Regions from separate parts of the Cyprinus carpio genome. Here region 2 is linked to region 1. A link is a contact called in public Hi-C data. All regions are on one chromosome and are shown on one strand. The core of a region is the stretch at or near the end of the contact, and the rest is flanking DNA. Distances in the headings are between cores, read along the strand shown. Region 1 has its middle 32 kb from the start of LOC109098031. Region 2 holds the start of LOC109072182 (ephrin-B1-like).

What was found. Hi-C and Micro-C count contacts between places; a contact is called where the count stands out from the background.
Region 2: a Hi-C map of skeletal muscle shows a contact between it and region 1, with 5 times the contacts expected there. The contact joins the promoter of LOC109072182 here to the enhancer-like site in region 1. A contact is called at or near these places in 5 of 8 Hi-C or Micro-C datasets (liver and skeletal muscle).

The regions. Positions count from the first base shown.
Region 1 is chrB5:11,251,558-11,255,282 of ASM1834038v1, forward strand. No RefSeq gene overlaps it. Among protein-coding and RNA genes, the nearest start is that of LOC109098031, 32 kb to the left of the region's middle. Within about 2 kb of position 2,139, at least 3 of the 8 cell types and tissues checked have an H3K27ac peak or open chromatin away from gene starts, as enhancers often do. A contact at or near this core is called in skeletal muscle, where this site is marked.
Region 2 is chrB5:11,397,863-11,401,587 of ASM1834038v1, forward strand. It overlaps LOC109072182 (ephrin-B1-like), which reads right to left and starts at 1,766. Exons shown (of 5, transcript XM_042724289.1): 1 at 771-1,766. The coding sequence starts at 970. LOC109058835 (a long non-coding RNA gene) reads left to right here and starts at 1,813. Exons shown (of 3, transcript XR_002012501.2): 1 at 1,813-1,943; 2 at 2,136-2,168.

The sequences.
Region 1 (3,725 bases), core at 889-3,388:
ATTTATTTGATCAAATGTACAGAAAAAAATATTTTGCAAAATATTATTGCAATTTGTAATGTTTTTATAAATTTATACATTTTAATATACTTAAAATAGAATATATTTCTGTGTTGCAGCACTGAATTTTCATCAGCCGTTACTCCAGTCTTCAGTGTCACATTATCTTTCAGAAATCATTCTTATATGCTGATTTATTATCAGTGTTGAAACTGTTGTGCTGCTTAACATTTTTTGGAACCTGTGATACATTTTCTTTGATTCTTTGAAAAAATAAAATGTTAAAGTGAACAGCATTTATTCAAAATAAAAGTATTTTCTAACAATATAAGTCTTTACTATCACTTTTTATCCATTTAATATATCCTTCCTGAATTAAAGTATTAATTTCTTTAAAAAAATTCTGACCCCAGACTTTTGAATAGTGTATATTTTAACAAAATTTTTGTTAAAATACAAAATTTCTATTATGAATAAATAGTTCTTTTTAACTTTTTATTTATCAAAGTAATGTAAATGTATCACAGATCTAAAAAAATTAAATAATTATATATAAGCAGCACAACTGTTTCCAATATTGATAATTATTCAGCATATTGGAATGATTCCTGAAGGAACATGTGACACTGAAGACTGGAGTAGTGATGCTGAAAAATCAGCTTTGCTTCATAGGAATAAATTATATTTTAAAGTATATTAAAATAGAAAACTGTTATTTTAAATTGCAACATTTCACAATTATTATTTTTTTTTCTGTTTATTTGATCATATAAATGCAGTCTTGATGAGCAAAAGTAACTTATTTTTTTATAAACATTAAAAATCTTACTGATCCCAAACTTTTGAACGGCATTGAATGTGTGTGTTTGTGTGTGTGTGTGTGTGTGTGTGTGTGTGTGTGTGTGTGTGTGTTTGTGGTGTGTGTGTGTGTGTGTGTGTGTGTGTGTGTGTGTGTGTGTGTGTGTGTGTGTGTGTGTGTGTGTGTGTTTGTGCTGACTGAGGTAAGCACCTCAGCCCAACCTGAGAAAACATTCAATTAGATTTACAAAATTCCGGCATTAATAAAAGAGAATCTGACATTCACAGAGCCGCCCACCCTTCTCCTTTCCTCACTTCTGCACTCCTACTCCCAGTATTGTGTGCACTAATAATAGGCATTAAAATGAGTTTCTGATGCCTGTCTTCCAAATGCCACGCTGGGGATGAGCGATCGTTCAACAGAAACGATTAGATAATTAGACCATCCTCTCGCTGTGTGAATGTGCCCAACCGCACACACATATTGTTCTTCTGCTTGATCACTGTACAGTAAATAAACTTCACCCTGTCAATGACATCTCTTAAGTGATAATGACATTATCACCTACCTCAACACTATCACTTCATGCATTAGCTGACGGTTCGTATAGATGGGATGTGTGATATCTAAAGAATATTTCAAAGAACGCTCTGCCATCTGTTGTGGAGAGGTGCCATGTGCCTTGCATTGTGGGAGTGAACCATTAGGGGGCAGTGCAAGAATATTTCAGTGTGATAGTGGGCTGAAATTGTCCTCATGGTTAAGACTTATCTGACATCTTCATACTTCATGGGAAGTGTACACACACAGCCAAATACTTTTTAGCGTTTTAGCGTGGATAATGAATTAAGGAGCAACAGTGCTGTTGTTAGGGCATCAGTGTTGATAGAAGTATGATGTTTTCTTACTTTTTTCCTGTGGGGTTTGGGCCTAGCTGTTTGTTTGTGACCGTGTGTGACAGAATTGCTTGTGTAAAAGAGCTTAAACGTACATTTGCTGTGTTTTCGATAGGAAGCTGTAGATGATATCTGGTTGTTTAGTCTGGTTTCAAGGTGAGGCAAGTTTGACCTCTTGTGGTTCTGCTCCACTTCTGAAAATAGGGGTTAATCTGCTTTTTCAGTATTATGTCAGGCAAGTCTGGAGTTAAACTCCATTCTTTCGCTCGGTCCCCTCAACACCCCCCCCCCCCCCTCTCTCTAGGTTGCGCTGTCAGCCCTTTTGTTCCAGTCTCATTGTAATTCGTTGGCGTGGAAACGATGCTTTCTGACACCTGGCCCACATGAGCCAGGCCCTGTGAAACAGACCTCATCACCACCAATCAGATCAGCTCTCCCACAAATCATAACCAATCAGATCACTAGCCTCGCAGACACAGCCGACGCCACAGCGACCGCCGACCTAGTTGTGCTCTTAAAGGGACAATACGCACTCTAATCTACAAAGCCCTGCACCCACGAACACAGAGGGCTGTTTAGTGAGTCCTTCATCTGTAAATGATGTACTTTAAATTTGTTGATTGTTTGAACGGATTTCACACAAAAGAATTCATATTTTCAATTTAAAACTCATTTCATTTCCAAAATATTCAGGCCTCCAAACTCAAAACACATTATTTCAGAATCCAATTTCCATAACTGTTGTGAGAATCATTCCTTATCAAGAAAATCAGTCCATTGTGTCTTTAATACTTCAGCTGTAAAAAAAAACAGTTACATCTAATATAAAATAAATGTAATCCAAACTTTGTTTTTTCACTGTATTTTAATTCTCGTTATTAACAAACCATTACGACTTTTGCTTCAATAAACTCCTAATTTGCTTCTTATTAATAGTTAATAAGCTGCAGTAGTCATTAAGTAGAATAGGTATTGGATAGGATAAATGATATAGAATTTGTTCATGCACAAGCTGTGCCGTATAAGCACTAATAAACAGCCAACATGTTAATAATAGGAATGTTAATAAGCAACTAGTTAATAGTGAGAATTGGTCCCTATACTAAAGTTTAACCAATAAATAAATAAATAAATAAATAAACATGAATTGCATTGTGAGCATTCATATGGTCTCTGGTGATCTCTATGAATGAGTTAACTTTAGACTAACTACATTTAAAAAAATATATATATTCAATAGCTATTGAACATATTTTTATGTTGTGTGTGTGGTCAGTAGACCTGTTTTCCAGCACACTGTGGTCCCCAGTGATCAATTTTCAGCGTTAAAATATATGCGAAAATGTTGCTGTATTAGAGCGTACACAGGAGAGTTCAACCTGCCGCCACTATTACAGCTTTTTTCACACCTCCCTTCTTCCCTTTGTGCTTTTTTTTTTTTGTCGATATAAAAAATAGATGAGGAAACCAGCAACGGTGCATATTTGTATTTTTAGAAATGTTCAAATGCTCGAACTTTACCAAAGCTTAGGAGTTGCATTTGTGCGTGTGTCGGTGTGTACAACATATGTTTGACATACTAGGATGTCATATTTTGGCTTGCCACTTTTTGCTGCTTAATTTCTTCAAGACCCATTCTCTCCCTCCATCAGATCCACCATCAGATCCACACGTTCTCAGAAAGCACAAAGACAATAGCGTAGTCCTCAGAGAAATGCATCACACGTATTACCTGCACTGAATATTAAGTGTGAATTTGAGCTTTCTCATTGGAACCGAGGAGGTGGCTCTGTTTAGACTGTAAATGATTCATTTCATGTTAGTCTGACAGAGAATATTGATGACTGGGTGTGTGTTTAATATAGAGTTAAAGGCAGTCAGTAATATTTCTTTGTGTGTGTGAATCAGATGTCAATCCAAAGTGAGTGAGTCTATTTTCTTTGATTTATACAGTTATTATTATTTTAAAAAGCTCTAGAATCACAGCACGTCTGACAATCTAACATGACTCCTAATGGTCCCAGTGCTAA
Region 2 (3,725 bases), core at 516-3,015, 150 kb after region 1:
AGTGGCGTCTCGAGCCATTATTCAGGTTAAGTAAACATGTTGGACGCTCCCTTAAACGTTTTATGAGCAGCAATCAGGGAGATTTTATGAGCGTCTAGGAAACCCCCGCTTAAAAACATATTAACTCTCTCGACACAACTCTGATTTGATCAATATCTCAGGCGCAAAGAGCCACCGGGCCGCCGGGATTTGGGGTAGGCCGGTGGCGGATACTCAGTTAGCCTCTCATGGGAAAAGAAGAAAAGATGCACACGCCGAGAGAGAGAGAGAGAGAGGCTCTTGCTAAAAAAAAAAATCTTCGAGTAACAGTAGCAGTTCTACCTATTTCTATTTTTTTTAAGTATTGACCGGAGAAATAGGCCCGCGTCAAGGCCACACGTTAAAATGATGTATCCCTTGAAACCCGAGAGATTCTTAAAATGTACGATCTTTCGCATAAACATTTAACGAAGTTGTACTAGCATAAAAGTGTTGTCGAATCCCCCTCAACAAGGGATTTTGTGAGTTGAAGAGAAGCGGCGGTGAAGTATGACAGCTGTGTGTTATATCCCCGGGAGAGCGCGCGCTTGCACGGTCACTTTAGGCTCGAGCTCAACGAGAGCTTCATGTCATCAAACCGGAGAGCAAGCCGTGATACGAGTAGCGGAGATTTGCAGATCGGACTCTTTTATGAACAATACAAGTCCAGCTAGAAAAATCACATATTTGAGACCGTAGACTACAATTCATGCTCTTTCTAGGGGGGTTAAAACACGCGCTCGTGCACTTACTTGGGATTTTGTGAATTCCACACGACAGATTCCAGTGATTTGGCTGCGGGTAACGCGTATCGGCACATGGCTGTCAGAATCCAGAGGTAATATTTCCACGAGCCGTCACTTCCAGCCATCTTATACTGTTCTCGGAGAGACAAGCCAGCAAGAAGATAAGATCCTTTCGATCGACTGTACTCCGGGTTACCGAACCACATGCAACAGAGTAGGTTAGGCGTCCAGGCGGAGGGGCTCCATGGCTCAACTTCCAAATCCAAATTTTCTAGCGTTGTCTTGAGGAAAAAAAAGGTGTCGCACAACGTTGCACAGGCGGCTTCTGGGCCAACGTTTCTCTGTTACCAAAATCGCTGCTACCTTGCACTTAGGTAGACGGCAGCGCCTGACTCTTTTATTGTACTCATCTATTAGTTGAGCTAGTAGCCTCACAAAAGGTCAGATCACGCTAGATATGGGGTAAGAGATATGCACACAGGTATAAGGACCATCGATCCCGTGTTGGGGTTCGGGTTGGTGCACAAATCCGGTCCTGATCATGTGTCAGATTTAAAATTAGACTCCTTTCGCTTATGATCCCAGATCATAGAGATGCACTTTAGATATGCAACAATTCTTGTCCAGAATTTATCGCCCTATATCCATGTTCAAAGTGTCCAACTGTCAGTCACAGGACTGGCAAAAATCTCTGTCCAATTCCATTTGGATTCTCTTTTGAAAAAGAACCGTGAAAAGTAAACTCCGGAGTCTTGCTGCCTCTGATATTGTTTTACTGCATACTGATAGACGGGATATCAGCTACTGTCCGCTCCTGGCTCGCGTGCAGAAAGGTGCACACAGTTTCGTCTTAAGGACATAAACAGATGGGGAAACTCCAGCTGTTCGGCGCTTCCTCTGCGAGTTAATGACGCGTCTTTTAGCCTTGGATCTTGTTTGGAGTTGTTCGGTGCTCAACCGTGGATCCGGTGCGTCCGCAGTCAGTCCCGCACACCGTTCACAGCACAGTGGCTCGCGATCCATCACCTCCACTCCCACCGAGCTGCTAAACCCCGCCCTATTCGAAACGGACCAATCGGAGCGCACGTTTAGGGCAACGTCGCAACATGGTGTCCCTCTCTGTACAGCAAGTTTCAGAGAAGTTCAGCTGCGAGACTGATGTGTTTACAGAGACGGAGAGTGAGTCTAGTCTTTCTCCATAAAGATAAGACATTGCCGTTAAGAAACTGACTGTCTTAAGTTTTTTTTTTGCTGACAAATGTGCCGCAAATTAATATTTTTCTTAGACAACTTGTAGCAAAGTTGACTACTTGTTACTATGGTTACTCCGTACGTTTATCTCTAATGTGGTATTTTCGTTTCCCTTCTCAGTTAGTTTATCATTTCCTGGAGTCACTTGAATACGTAAGTATGTTTTGTATTCACAACACATCACGGCTTACAGCTGAAAACACAGGTCTTCACCGTAAAATCGTTTAATAACAGATTTAGGATCATTATCCCAAAGACATCCAAGAGAGTGACACTAATGATATTTGATGGTCAAACAAAGATAACGCTAATCCTTTCAGTAGTCAATACCGCCCCCTATCGGCTTTAAAAAAAATAATTTGAACAATTCAAACTGTAAATGGTTGATTTTAGCTTTTATTTAGCTTTTATTTTTTGTTGTTTTAGTGCAAAACTACTACAATATGCCATATAACAAACGGTGACGCATATCAAAATATGACTTGAATCAAAATGAATCTATTTCATATATTAATCATTTCAGTTGCCCATGACTGATGGCAAATCTGTCTGTAAGGTCTATGACGGATTTGTGTCTTCCTCCCCAAGTAAGATGTGATTCTGAGTGACATATGGTGCCCTGTCAATCTACTAAACCAATCTCTGTGTGTGTGTGTGTGTGTGTGTGTGTGGTTCTTCAGAGAGCCATATGTCTTTGAGAAGGGTTAGTCCTCCAGCATGTGTTTAGATAACATAAGTGTGGTGTAGCTTTTACTCTTTGAGCTCTTGTGTGTATGAAATGTCAGTTTATTCATTACCCACATTTAGATCAGGTCTGAAAGGCCAGCCACACATTTAGAAATGATATATATGCAGTCATGTGATCTGTTTAAGGCTGAACGTCATCAGCTCTTGAAGAAAGAGCAGTTTGTGTTCTAAGATAGATCACTTTTAGTTATCAGAGGCTCATTTTGGTGTTTTCTGTGTGATTCTTTCTGCAATTTTGTGTGTAATGTTTACATGTCCTTTTGCATACATACAAATATCTGACCTTTTATTTCACCAGAACTCAGAGCTAAATATAGTACCTCCACCTTAGTCTGAGTGTTAAGACTTTTCAGCCAGTCATACACCCTCTTTTTCCTCTCTTCTTTTCTTTAATCTGCTCTTTCTGTATCTGAGACAAACTGACGTTTTTAGGACCTCGAGCCTGAACTGAAAATATTCGTTGCAACAAGCTCGAAGAGAGCAAAACCACACACACACCCAAGGAGAAATTACCGGAGTGCATTTGTCAGCAGCTATTCACTAATATGTCCATACTGCGGTCTACACACAGTTACTAATAAACCAAAAGCACGCACAACCACACAGACCCTCTAACACTTTGAACTTTGCATAAAAGTTCATAAAAAGCATGCACATGCATACATATAAATTCACTACATTTCAAAAGTATATGGGGTCGGTAAGATTTTTTAATGTTTTTTGAAGAAGTCTTTTATGTTCACCGTTTATCTTTTTAAATGTATTTTTTTATTGCTCAAAAAATACAGTAAAATCCATAATATTGTTTAGTATTTTTGTCATTTAAAAAAACTGTTTTCTGTTTTAATACATTTTCAAATGTAATGTATTCATGTGATGGCAAAGCTGATTTTTTTAGCAGTCACTACTCGAGTCTAAAGAAATAATTTTAATAGGCTGTCACATTTTTTCAGGATTGGTCAA